Linked DNA regions of Gossypium hirsutum: region 1 is linked to region 2. The links are chromatin contacts, called in public Hi-C maps. All regions are on one chromosome and are shown on one strand. Each heading gives the region's core, a stretch centred on a gene start, on an enhancer-like site or on the middle of the called end of the contact. The rest is flanking DNA. Distances are from core to core; before and after follow the strand shown.

Evidence for each region. Hi-C and Micro-C count contacts between places; a contact is called where the count stands out from the background.
Region 1: a contact with region 2 is called in a Hi-C map of hypocotyl, with 6 times the contacts expected there. The contact joins the promoter of LOC107930145 here to the enhancer-like site in region 2. A contact is called at or near these places in 13 of 34 Hi-C or Micro-C datasets (callus, hypocotyl, leaf and 1 more).

The regions. Positions count from the first base shown.
Region 1 is chrA04:76,694,663-76,701,999 of Gossypium_hirsutum_v2.1, reverse strand. It overlaps LOC107930145 (auxin transporter-like protein 2), which reads right to left and starts at 5,062. Exons shown (of 9, transcript XM_016861716.2): 1 at 4,620-5,062; 2 at 3,509-3,729; 3 at 3,228-3,413; 4 at 3,016-3,128; 5 at 2,719-2,902; 6 at 2,511-2,608; 7 at 1,679-1,886; 8 at 1,301-1,558; 9 at 285-777. The coding sequence starts at 3,685. The coding sequence ends at 550.
Region 2 is chrA04:76,564,118-76,571,436 of Gossypium_hirsutum_v2.1, reverse strand. No RefSeq gene overlaps it. Among protein-coding and RNA genes, the nearest start is that of LOC107930127, 13 kb to the right of the region's middle. Within about 2 kb of position 1,811, at least 5 of the 9 cell types and tissues checked have an H3K27ac peak or open chromatin away from gene starts, as enhancers often do. A contact at or near this core is called in hypocotyl and leaf, where this site is marked.

The sequences.
Region 1 (7,337 bases), core at 3,813-6,312, 130 kb before region 2:
TGAAAGTGGGGCGGGTCCACGGCCCACTCCTCTTCCATAGAATCTAATGTGAAGAGGGCCATTAAAACATGTCCAAAGCAATAAATTAAATAAAAACACTGTACACCCATACCCTTTGGTTTCTTTTCTTTATTATAACAACTTACTGTGGGAACATGATAGTTGTAATAATTGGCATTCCACATTAAAAATAAAGTTTCATTGTTTTGGAATGAACAACCAAAATTTTTATACATTATCTCAACCAAAGGATATGAGAAAAAGATAGTAGAAAGCTAAACATATGGTATTTAATTAGGCCTATGCTTTTGATTGCAAAGGAATCATCACAAATTCAACACACTATTTTTAATTTACTAATTTTAGAGAAGGGGTTGAGGGAAAAAAATAGAAAAAAAAAAAGACAAAATCCAGCACACATCACATGTAGGGGAGACATTGGTATCTTCCCATGTATGATACAAAGATATGGAAGGAAAACAGGGAATTCATATTGTTTCTTTCTTTGGTTTTTGTTTCTTGCTATATAAGTTTTTGGGTCGAGTCAACTCAGTGGTGGTTTGCAGCAGCTGCTGCTGCTCCGGTTGGTGGAGGTGGCTTGCATTGATAGCACTTAGCGAACAAGCCGAAAGTGTCGATTTGCCTGATGAAATTGGTCATGCTAGCCCATCCACCGAACCCAAATCCAACCACCAAAACCCACACCACTATGAAGGCATTGAAGGCATACATTGCAGTCCAGCTTGGCATGAAGAACGGAGGCTTTTCTGCTGCATTCTGCTCATGAAGATAACGTGAAAACATAAAAATTAGAGAATGGGGTTTGGCATATGTTGGAGTTGAAGACGGAAGTGGAAGGAAAAGGGTCAAGTCAGCCAGCTCATGCACATCCAATCCAACACAGTGTATACAGCGTTGCAACTGTAGCATATAACTAAATGAAAAGGACTTGCCAACTATCCAATTCTTCTCGTAATGTTTCCAAATCCAAGCCTTAAATGCATTTGTACATTTGCTTCAGACTTTTAACTCCCTCTTTTTCTTCTCTCTCCACACATTTTGGCCAAAGCTAGCTACGACTATGTGGAATAATGTGTGGAATAATGTGTGAAATATTGCTCATCAAACCTACCTACAGGACTGACTGTGTCCATTGCCCACTTCATTTTAAAAGACCAATTTACCCCAAATAAATAAAGATAACTACAACTTGAGTCTAGGTTAGTGGGACAACAAGATAATGGTCCTAGTGAGTTGAAACTTTTGTAAAGGAAGAGGATCTGTAACTGTGATGATTTACCTGTCGAGCAGAGGCTTTTCTGTAGGTGAGCATATGGGCTAAAGCTGGGATGATGTAGACGGTGAAGCTGACCAAAAGAGCACCGACTGCGGAGTTTATGGGGCCGAAAAAGGGGAAGATGATGGCCAGGAACCAGATTGGAATCACCACTGGCAGCCTTGCCAGCGCCCTCAAACATATGCTTTTTGTGTCGTGCATCCCAATCACCTTCTCCCACACGAAGTATAATGGAGTGCAGGCAAACCCAAATGTTATGAACTGCAGCCCATTTCATGGAATCACACTGTTACTTTGACTATTAAAAGCATGATTCCATATTTAAAGTAACTCAAGTAATAGTAGTAGTTTTGCAAGCAATGACTTAAATATGGACTAGACCTGGTGAATAAGCATTAAGATGACGGCAGCATCACGGAAACCATTCTTGGGGAGGAGAGAGAAGGCGTTGGAATGGTTGAGCAGCTCGTCCCCGAATGCCCAGTAGACGGCAGAAGCGGATGGAAGGGTTAAGGTAAATACATATAATGTGGCCAATAAGTATATGTACTTGAATTTTTGAGGCTTCCACATTGCATGCATGATTTCCCTGAAAAGATAAGGACAAAAAGAAATTCCTTTACTTAGAATTTCCTTACATAGAAATTAAAAAAAAAAGGAAGTGTAAAAATGGGGTAATTAATAATAATGATGTTCATTCATTATTAGGTTATAGTCATTTATAAGAAGCTTATTTGGAAATATACTCAAACTACCTAAATACCCTCACGCCATTGGATGGCAGCTCAAGTAACAGGTAGGGGAATTACAAAAACGTTTCTTTAAAGTTCTTCTAATATAATACTATGATAGAGAAATTATGGTACAGGTAAAGACAAAGGAGACTAGACTAGACTAGACTAGACTAGACCAGACTAGACCAGATTAAGGTCAGAATCACGGTGTAACATGGAAAAACAATTCACAAACAGTTGAACATATGACTATTATACAATTTCAATTTCCCTAGAGAAATGGAGAAAAGATTTTAATGTTCGTTTCTGAGTAAACAAAAGTAGTTTAGTTTGCATGATTTTGTCTGGGTCTCGAACCCCAAGATTGCCGGCAAAAGCTGCAAAGAGAAGCCGTGTAGAAGCAAAAGAAAAAGGAAGAAATGGAATAGAGTGAAATCAAGTATTATTCTTATAAGTTTTGAAGGGGAAAAAGGGCTTACACCGTCACAGCATGTCCCCCAAAGGTGTATAGAATGTTGGTGGCTCCGGTGAAGTAGAGCACTAACTTTTTTGGACCGCTGTGCGTAACTCCGTCAACCTGATTAGCAAAAAGAGAATCATATGTAAAGAGAGAAATAAAAAGCATTGCATGTGGAGGAAGACGATGGCCGTTTATTTGTTGGTTTTTAACTCTTTTTTTTTCCTTACCTGACCGTGAACAAAGGCAGCTATTGCCAAGTACCAGGCCGTATAGGTGGTCATCCCAAGACCTAGGAAAGACCAAATACGGTAGTTGTGAAAGGAAGGAATGAAAACTGTGGTTGCGCAGCAAGCTCCAAAAATATAGGTCCATGTTCTTTTGTCCAATTTATCATTGATGTAGTAAATATTGCTGTTATCATACAAGTAACAGCAATGGTTAAAAAAGAATGATACCCAGTTTCAGAATCAGCTTAAATTTGACGTTGAATGAAGAAGAAAGATGAATAGGTTACGTATATTAACCTTGCACAAGCTATAAGTTGTATGACAGATCCGAATAAGAGGAAGGTACAGTTGAAGGCAAGTCCAGCTGCCTTCCAGTATGGACCCAGCAGCCCATCAAGCACTTCAAACCACTGCAATCCCAAAACAGTGTAGTGTTAACAACAGTGATCGTTCGAGATTGTTTTTCCTAGGGTTCTTCTGCTAACTAAGCAATAAAAAGCAACACGAACCTGGATGACATGGTTCTTGAAGCTGACGTTCTCTTTCTCTTTCCTGCTTCTGTACTCTATATAGAGCACACTGATGATATAGGCAGTCCAGCTTCCCATTAGTCCATAGAATATCTGAAGCAGAATTCCCGACAGCATACCCAGTTGAGAGAAAGAATAGGGTAGTGTCAACAGCACTTGAGCCACCTAGGGAAGAGGGAAAAATAAAAAGATAGTCACTTCAAGAGCAGAGAAGGAAATGATGGGTTGAACGTAGTAATGGTTGTGTTGGAAAAGAGTACTTGATTGGAAGCGCAGCTGAACCAGGCATCCCAAGCTGAGCCACCATGCCAGAGGAGGCTTTTAACACTAAACAATGATTGTTGTTCTTCTTCATCTTTCTCTTCTTCTCTGGTTTCAAGCTCCATCTCGGTTAAGTTTGAGACTATTGCTTCTTCAGCTTGCTTCTGAGGCAGCATTGTCTTGGTTTTTCTCTAAAGCCAATGTCTAAATCCTGGTAGATCTGGAACATATAAAAGACAATCAATGAGACAAAAAAAAAAAAGAAAGGAAAAACTATATTTATAATCAAACGGATCAGTCCCAAGATAACGAAAGTCAATAGCACCCCAGATCCAAAACCCCGGCAATCTCTTCCAATACGTAGAAAAAGATAAACTAAAATTTCCATCCCATAGAGAACAAAAAGGAAATAGTGTTATTGACATTTTTCACTATCCCAACCAAAGAGAAAGAAACTTCCCCCTACCCTGACTACCACTTTGAACGAACCTTGTTTCTGAGTTGTCTCTTTCGTGTAAAGAAAAAAAAAGGATTGTAGAAAATCAAGCAGAGATCTATCAATGACCCAAGAATGAGTGGGATTAAAAGAGTGTCCTTTGCTTGAGTTGATCTATCACCTTTATTTGTTTTCTCCTTCTCAAGAATGGAAAAAGAACAGACTTTGATAAAAGTATTGTATCAGATGGAAAAAAAGGAAAAGCCAAAGAAGGTATATAGGAGGGGGCAGTGTGAGAGTTTATGAATTCTCCATCCCAAGAGTTGGCAGAGAGAAAGAGAGAGAGGGGTTTTATATGGTTCCTGAAATAATTGCCACAGTAAAGCTCCTTACTTTAATGCAGCCACCAATTTCCTCAGCTGAAAGAAAATATATATATGAAAAATGAAATCAGTGCAGTGAATCAGCCAAAGACGGCGAGACCTTAAAAGAAGGGAAAAGGAAAATATCTCACTCTCCTCCACTCCCCCCACTCACCCAACTCAACTTAAAAGAAGGTATACAATGGTTGAATAAAAGACCCTTTTTGCTTCTATTCAACTAGCTATTTATATAATGATATACAGTTACATTTCATCATACAGTATTCACTATTTGTGTTTTCAACTCCTAACCTCAACAGTAAGGGGAAGAAAAGGGTGAGAGTGACTAAACCCCGAATTGGGAGTGAAATCCACTTGGGATTCGATGCTTGGGGGTATTGTGTGGGTTGGTTTGGGTGGGTGAGGAAAGAATTAGAGATCCAAGCGACTGAGACGTTGTTCTAATCAGAAATGAGTGTGAGACTCAACCTAACCAAAACCATTACACCCTTTGCTTTTTATAGCAGAGCCCCTTTGCCAACTTCAACAGCTAACTTATATTCATCTCTGTCAAGTGCTTGCTTGCATTTATGAAACGGTGGCTCAGTGCATGCCAGGATTATTTTATTTATTTATATCTATCTCTGAACTTCTCGTTTCCGATGCTCTTAAATTACGTTATTTTAAAGAAATACTGCTGCTGTTGGTATTGCCTAAGCTGAAGGCTGAAGCTTAGATCCAAATCCAAATATAGGGGGTCAATTAAATTCCGTAGTGTTTTGTATTGTAATGCTGGATTCATTTTTTCCTATTCAATGGAGACTTCAGCAACCCCTCCACCCAATCAATATAAAGGAAACCCCATCTCCCACTCTATCTCACCAACGCGTCAGCTTAACTGCCAATCATTATTTCCACAACTTGTCCAGTGAAAAGGGGCGTTGTACGCACGCTCCTTACAGCTCTGCTGGTAACACTTTACCAAAGTCCCCCTATGTAAAGATACGACGATAATTTTTTCTATAATGCTCTCTCCAACCCAACCTATATTTTCTTTAAGAATTTAAACGTAATCATGATTATAGTTGTAACTTAGAATTGAATTTGAATAATTTGAGATTTGATCAGATATTAATTTATAAGTTAAAGTTCGATTTAAGATTTAATTGAGTGATTAAAGTTGAAGTTCTATTAAACTTATTAATCAATATTTTTTATGTAAATTAAAATTCGAACTTGATTCAGTTTAATCGTATTCAAGCTTCAACTCGTTGGTATTTGGGTTCCTTTTATATAATAAGAGTAAAAATATAGTTACATCAAATTCATCCATAGTTATAGAACGATAACTGAAATCTAAAAAATATATAAAAATAAAATATCATCCAGAAGGTTAAATAAAAATTTATAAAATAAATAGAAAATGCATTAATTAAAAACATTTTGATAAACCAAACGTAAACGTACAAGTAATAACCTGAAACTTGGACGGCTCAACTCATTGTGTGGCCCTTTAATCGGATGGCTTCCTTGTGTGGCCCATTGTGGCCCGCTCTCCATTATCTTCACAATTCATTAAAACAAAACCATCCTCCTCGAAATTTCATTTACTTCTGTTAGGGAAAAAAATAGAATTTATATTTATTTCAGCCTTTTTACAAAGAATAAATGTAAAAAAAAATATCAATAAATATTAATAGTCTTCGCTAGATATCCTAATTTTGATAGGAAAAAGGTGTGGACAGATTTCAATTAAAATTTATATTATTATTTTTAAGTGTTGGTGATCCTATCTTAATCAGAAAATATTAAAAATTTAATATTCTTTTTATAAAGTAACAAATATTACTATGATTATGTGTTCTTTTAATTACTTTTATATAAAATTTTAAAAAATATACCCATAATAAAATCTAAATTTAAAACACCATAATATTTAACATTTCAACTATAACCTCATTTAATTTTTTTATCACCTAAGTTTTTTGTTTTCACCCACAAATTTGCCACAACCTTGTATAAGTTAATAGCTTGCTAAGAACATATCACTAAATCTATAAGAAAAGCTGTCATAATTAATTTATCCAAATTAAAGTACTTAAAGAAGGTGGTGAGGGTGGCAATGGTGGTGCGGAGCCACCACAGGAAACACCCACGAAGACCCGTTCAAACGGGGATTTGTCGGCTTGGTGAGGGTTATGAGCTTGGCCCTCGCTACTCATCCAGCACATCTTCCACTATTTCTTTGCTCACTTCAAAAGAAAAATAAAAAAGAAAATCCATCCCAAGTTAATCCCTCTTTAGTCATTACTCAATACTTTTGCCTCTCCTTTCCATCTCCCTTTGAGCTAAGTGACTCTACATTTTGACCAGTAAAATCCACGTAATTTTTATTGTTGAAAAATATGAGAAGGCTGAAAAAATGTTTGAGGGACTATCCATTTCTTGACCAATTTTCAATATATTAGATTATTTGCATATTAGAGTTATTGGTAATTTATTGAATTAAATTTTTGGATTGTGTTAATATTGTGGAATACATCTTCTTCATCATTGAAGATTATATCACTTAAAAAACATATATGGAGGATCGGATCATGTTTATCTAATCCCTTGGATCAAGGTAGTTAGATCGGATCGAATCACTGAAGACTTAGCTACCAATAATTCTTGTTTACCTTGTTTGTGATTATTATATTGTATTCAACTTATTTAGTTATTGTTAAATAGTGATTATGATAGATCTTCTTTATGTTTGCAAGTCTTAAAATAGTCTATATAATTGAGAGATTGTTTAGGTTGATGTACGGAATATAAAGAGTACTAATATGTTAAAATGAGGAACATTATTTGTGAGAGTGAATTTCTGATTGTAAAACCTTTGTGTTGTGGTTTTACAAACTAAGTTCTTAGGGGGAGAATTTAGTGGTGAGAAATCTAGTTTTCAAAGGTACAAGAGTGAGAAATTGTCAGGAGATATAATAGATTTAAGTTCACTGGTTGTAATTGTTTGAGGGTAGTGGATTATTT
Region 2 (7,319 bases), core at 562-3,061:
ATAATTATATAAGTGTAGAGTTAGGCCAATGATGAGCTAGTTTAGACTTGTTCGATGTTTCAGAAAATATCGCCTTATTAGTTCATAATTAGTCAAATTAATAATAATCTCACTAACATGCTTTCACTATATTTTAATCGAGTATTAGCATAATTTTAAATCTCCATTTCATGAGTTGGCACAAGTTCGTAGTGAAGATTTTATGCGTATGATTTCAAAATTATATAGAGTACTTGAAATTCGGGAGAAATTGAATAAATGATCCTTACCCTTCAATTAAATATGTTATCAATCAATTTTAAGGTTTAACCATTTTTTAAATATTTTCATTCATGATTTTTGAATTAGACATTGATGTTAATGATTAGGGTTTAAGGATGATGATAGTTACTCTTGATGAATCAATATCTATACTACCATATACAAAAAAGATGGCCTTTCACACTTGTCATTGCTATTTTTTACATTATTAACAAAATAGTTAAATTTTAATTCTGAATCTTTTATTTTTTAATTATGTAAAAATATTAAATTTTAATTTTGGTCTATGTTCAAATTTGAGATTTGATCTTTAAATTTTAATTTTTAATATAATTTGGTACTTCGACATTTATAATGTCATTAGTTAGTCTAAATATTTTATTCTAATTAAACTATCAAATGTAAATTTTAAAAATTGTTAATATCGTTAAATTTTTTGTTAAATTCAAGTCCATTACAATGTTATTTTTTTGTGACACATGATTATTGAGTGAATACTTTGTTTTTAAAAAAAAAATTAGAAGGTCACACCAACAAATTTAATAGAAGAATTTTAACGGTACTAATAACTGGATTTGAATTTTTAAATTTAAAAAATAGAGGTACAGAATTCCAAATATACAAATAGATCTTCTTCTTCTTTTCTTTCCTCTTTTTCTCATTTCTTACATATCAAATAACTAAATTACCCTCTAGAACAACATATTTCGTTGCTTGTTCTTCAAAGAATGAAATCAAATTGACGCATATTAAAACTTGGGGAGTACTTCTATATTATGGTATATATTTGATATTAGTAACTAAGATTATTCTTAATGAACTAAAACCTAAGGAATGACATCAATAATGCGTGATGTTCTTTCATTAGCAAAATATTCAAACGTCAAAATTCAATACATGCTATCGTAAGTCTTACATGAATTTTTGTTCCTCTCAATTATTAATAATTAAATTTAAATTATTTTATAATTTTATTTCCACCTCCAACGACATCAGATTCCTAAACTTTGCCTTGCTGATATGTATGGAAGAAAATCTTCTTTTTTTTCGTACAGTAGTTTTTGTCATTAGTCCCCACTTTCATGGTTGCAAAATGGAAAACTAATGGGGTCTTGTCCCATATCTTAGCCTGTGTGCTTAAGACTTAAAGAGGTTTATAAGTTGATTGCACATCGTTTTCCATTTTGATGAAACAACAATTGGTGGGTGAATGAGCTGCTGATCAGGAAGAACATTTCTCCAGGCTTCAATTACCCATCAATCATTTTATTGACTTTGAGCGACTCTTTTTCTTTTTTTTTTTTTTTTTTGGTTTTCATATGGCAAGGAGAAGCTCTTCCATTTCCCATTCTCTAAGCTAAGACTAAGAGAGTTTTGGGTTTTGTTAAAGGTCCATTAGGCCATTACCTTATACTTTTATTTATCTTCATAAATAAAAATAAAAAAGGATTATTCAAAGAGGGAAAAAAGAGAAGCCCATTTGGATCTTGTATGGTCAAACTATGGGCATGGCGGCCATTGATAGGACCCATGATCTTAAGGAGTGGGATCCACTTAGATTTGGAAGATAAGGGGTTTGTTAGCTTGAGGTGACTGAAAGGACCCATTGTTTAGGACATCATCAAATGTACAAAATTACAATTGTATCATCACCTTGTGAAGAGATGAGTGGGGATTTTAATATAGGTTTAGCTTTCATTTAGAGGGGCATATTGCGATTTATAATAAATTCTCATAGCTTGTCAAACATCAAACATTAATGGCGCCTCAATGACTTAACTGAGGATAATATGAACTAGGAAAGTTGGGTTTTTAATTATTTGGAGGTATCGGAGACAGACATTCGAGAGGGGTCCCTTGTGCCATCACTGCCCACCCTTCATGAATCCCCATGCATACACAATGGAAGGCCCGGCCACGTGAATTGTTGTCTTCTCCTAACATTTCTTGCTTGAGATCTTTGTTACAATTGTCAATTATCTTTGTCAAATGGACATAAATTGGAGCCTAGCTTAACCTAGTTCACAATTTGTTAATGCCATGATTTATGGTTAGTACAATTTTATATTGTCCCAACTCCCAACAAACATGAAATGAGAGATCTTGACTCTAAATTACTCTTAAAACTTTTCCAGGCCTTATGTCCAACTTAACTTTGCTTGTTTGTCTCTTAACTCTTGAAAGCCCCGCAAGAAAATTAGTCTTTTCGCCTTGGTTTGGAAAGTTGAGATATAGATATTTGAAGACCCTTTCGATGGAATTGTCACAATCCACTATATATAAGCTGCACCATGAGAACATAATCCGGAATTATTCTCTTTGGACCACTATAAGTTACCACTTTTAAATACATTTTTAGATATTTGACAAACATATAAATAAATGTAAAATAGATATCAATTAAACTAGATCTTAAATCTCTACAGAGTTCATTCGTTATTATTGTGACTTTGATTAAAATACATCTAACTTGTACATACAGAACAATTCTAGTTTTTTCTCTTACAAGATGACCCATTTTTTATGACCTAGGTTGTAGCCATGTTAGGAATCAAATCAAACTGATTATCAAATGATTATTTTCAATACCTTTAATCCCTTAAAGATTATAGACACCGGCGAATTAGTGGGCATCTTTTTGACTTAGGGATACCTCTGTTTCCATTTATAACTTGCTTTAGAAGCAAGAGAGTTTGTAAAAAACACGGCGTTTGTAATGCCTCCACACCGTAGAAAAAGCTCGCAAGACACACGAGCCAACAGGAGACAGTGTGTTTCATGGGCCTCATAGTCAGGCTTCTTCAAGTTTGGTAAGGGAATCTGAGAACTCAACTTTATAAGCAAGGGAAGGAGGAGTTAAAAGTTGAAAATCTATGGATAAAATAAGAAAGAATACATACCCCGGGGCAGTCCCAATTTTACACGTGAAAACATAATTTACTTTATCTTTTTGCCTTTGCTCTCAGCTCATTTCTGACTTGTTTCATTACAAACGGTTTGCGAGTTGGAGTGGATTTTGTTTTCCCTTTCTTTAGAAAAGCTGTCCAAACCCGTTTGACTCATTGAATATTTGATTTCCAAAGGCCAGACCTCAATTTTGTTGGTATATCATTTCTGTATATTCATTTGTTTTATTAGGGATGTGATTGATTGAGCTTTGAGGGTGCTACTTGGAACAAAAAAAAAAAAGGAAGCCTAAACGTTGTCTTTTTTGCTTTGCTAAGAACAAATAGTGAAATTCATGGCCTACAAGTTTCAAATATTGCAGGATTAGAAGTCAGTTCAAATGGAAGGCTTAAGCTGATAAAATTAGTAGTATCAAATTATGACCTTAGCGTTATATCATTTTTCTGCCTCAATTCTCTCTCCCACTATCATTTGCCTCTTTTCTTTTCTTTCCTTTTTTTTTTTTTTTCGTCTTTGCACGAATGGATTGGATACCTTTTGTGGCAGACACCACGGAACCCACAGCAAAACTTCTTTCAAGATTCCCGGCAAAGTCAACTGCAAGCAAACTACGTAGTGGATTCTCTCACCACACCCCGTCTTTCATATTTCGGGATGACTGCCCTGTTATTCCTTTAATGTATTTTTTTTTTTTGAATCATAGATAGAGCTACAAATAGATTAGATTCAAGTTTTTAGTTCACATTCATCTCCATACGTAAACAGTTTTTATTCCTTGATAAATTAATAGCATTAAATTTGAAATTTCTTTTAAATAAATTTAGACATAATCTAAGAGAGAATCCAAATATATATATATATCAATTTATGAGCATTGAAACTCAAACCTGAACCGCACATTCGCTAATTTGAGGGCCTTTTGATCATTTCAGTCTCCATGCAAGTTGGCACTAAACTAACAATGAAAAGGTTTTGTATTTCAATGGGCCTGAAAGATGGGAGAGAGGGCAACTATTTGGAAGTGGGCATTGAGCATTTAAATGAAGTATCATAAATGGGACTGGGTCAGAAAAAGCTTGTTAAATCTAGTGATTTAGGGTTTTGATGTGGGTCTTCTCAGTTAGGTCCATCTCGACTCCAATATGATAAGCCTTGGGTTTGCAGTATCCAGTTGAACTAGTATCCCCACCCACCACCTCAGTTTGCGTCCAATACCTCTCTTGTTTCAAGCTAGCCGATTTAACCTTACCATCTATTTGTGTTTCAGGATTGACCTAATCTTGTGATTCATTTTTTATCAGTGGATATCTGATCTAATGCTTCATTTTCCATGCATTTTAATGGATGTATAAATACATATATATTATCTTTCAACTTGAAGCTAATGACTCAATGTAATGACAGTAATTAGGCAAACTTCTGATATTAGGTGTAAGTTGAGCTTTTAGTACTTAAAGTCTAATTTGGTCATTTATAGTCCTTATATTTTTTAATTTTTTAATTTCAATCCTAATCGAAATAGTAACCATTAAACTCATTAAGTTACATTTTATTATCTTACACGAGAAACATATTATCAAATTTGGAATGCTATGTCAACTTGTAATTTCCACACAATACTAAAAAAAAAAAAGCATGTTATCTTAGTTGATGGGTTTAGAAGCTAGAATTTGATTATTTGGATCAAGTCTAAATTCAAATAGTATGATAACTAAAAATGATGAAATTAGAGAATAGGGACTAAATCCACAACTTATACATAGTACGAGACTAATAGCGACATTTGGCCTAACATATTTAATTGATGTCATTTGGATAAGAATTGAAGTTTTTAAATTAGAAAAGTAAAGGAAGTAAAATTGACCAAATTAGAGTAAAAGACTTTTACTCTAAATTCACAAGATATACCGTACTAAAACTAATAGCAAAATTTGGCCTAAATAGAGTCAAATTTGAGTATCAATCTTTTAAAAAGAGTCAAATTACTTTTTTTAACAGAAATATTGATTAAAACATTAAATTTTTAAACATAGTAGCCCGCATGATAATCCAATTGTACTTTATGCCTTTTTAAAAAAAATTATGAACTTTTTATAATATTTTTTGGGGTTAAATATAAAATTAGTACATGAACTTATCCATGTCTCCCAGATTGGTAATTTTAGTTTTTTTGTCACATATTGGTACCCGAACTTTTGTTTCGTCAACTAAATAGTACTTAAAATTTAACGTCATTAAGTTTAGGACACGAGACAAAATAATATTGTGACACGTAACATAAATGACGTCATGGTGATGTCATAATTTTAAAAACTTAAAAAAAAAATTTCTTTTGACTTTTCTGCCCCTTCTTCTTCTTCTTCTCTCAACCGAAGTTTCTTCTTCTTGTTTGACAGCGATAGTAACAATTTTTTCTACCACTCTTTTCCTTCCTCAACCTTAAAACTCTTCTATTCCATTTTTTTTTGTTCATTCAATTTATTAAAGGGTACATATTCAGTTCAAATGTTGATGAGATAATTCTTATAGACGATTAATTAATTTTGCAGAACAAATATTTCCTTATGCCATTGATTTACCGTATCTGATGAAGTTTAGCAAGCCTTAACATAGGCATTTGGTTCGATTTCCCAAAATCACCCACTGCAATTGCATATCCAAAGGAAGAGTGGTAGAATCTCAATATCTACGATTTTTTTTCTTAGTTCCAATACTACAACCTTCTTTTTCATAAATACAAAATATGATTCAAGCTAACTTCAAAAAACATTGCATTGCATCATTTAACAAAACACTAAAAAAAAAAAGGAAACCCACAAGATAATCCAATAAATCTCCCCCTTCTAGAAACACCATTGATTTATCTAGTAAAATATGATTTATCACCATCGATTTATCACTAAAGAAAAAAGAAACACACAAGTCATTGCAACATGACGGAAGATAAGAACCTCGAAATTAGGTCTAAAGGGTCACAATGCAAAACCCTATAGATCGAATGAAGTTAAACCCAGAAAAAAGACCAAGTTATAAAATCTTAACGGGGATTGATATAAAACAAACTTACTGGTTTAAGATAGATTCTCTGAGAACCAGAGAATAATTTCTAAACCCAAACTTGTTTCTACAAGTGGAGAAGAGGAAACGAACACGAGAACCAAAGGTGAATAAAAGATGACAGATTCTGCAGTTAATTCATAGGAAGACAAAAAATCATTGATTGTCACTCCGATGCCATTTTTAGGCCAAAAAGGAGGCTAATCGTCGGCGGCAACAGAGGCAACAACTTGGGTTGAGGGAGGAAGAAGAAAGAAGGAAGGAAAAATAAAGAACCTCAAAAATATGGGGAGGAGAAAAGTCAAAAGAAATTTTTTAATTTTTTTTTTCTAAATTATGACATTATCATGACATCATTTATGCCATATGTCACAATATTATTCTACCACGCGTCCTAAACTTAATAGCATTAGACTTATATACCGATTTAGTTAACTGAAAAAGAGTTTGGATACTAATCTGGGACAAAAAAGACCGTAAGTACCAATCTGAGAAAAGTAGATAAATTCAAGTACTAATTTATTTTTGACCCTATTTTTTGAATTTTATTTTTATTCTTTTTGAATATTAATTTGTAAATTATTTATTGATGTGGCATATAAGATAAATAATAACATGTAACTTGAATTACATGTGAATTGTCACGCGAACTGTTATGCCAATATTGTTAAAAGAATTTTTTTTAGTTAACATTTCAATTAAAAAACAATTTCACTCTTATAAAAAAATTAAGTACTAATATTAACTAAAAAATAGAATAGAAATTAAATTGATAAAATATGTGATAAATCAATCATATATAAAAAAGGGGAAGTAATTATCTAAAATGGGTAGGCCAAAGTGACCGAATCTGTAAAAGCATCTTCCAAATCCAAACTAGCATCTTGGTTTAGGCTTCTGCCTCACATCAAAACCTATACGAGATAGTATGGCTAACATTACAAAAATACTAATTTATTATGCTCTCAAGATATAAGCAACTAGGAAAGCTTCCTATTCTTGCCCAATATTGATGTATTACAATGTATAAACATTTTATTTAAAAAAATAAAAATAAATACAAATGATTTTTAGTTTAATGAGAGATAATCAAT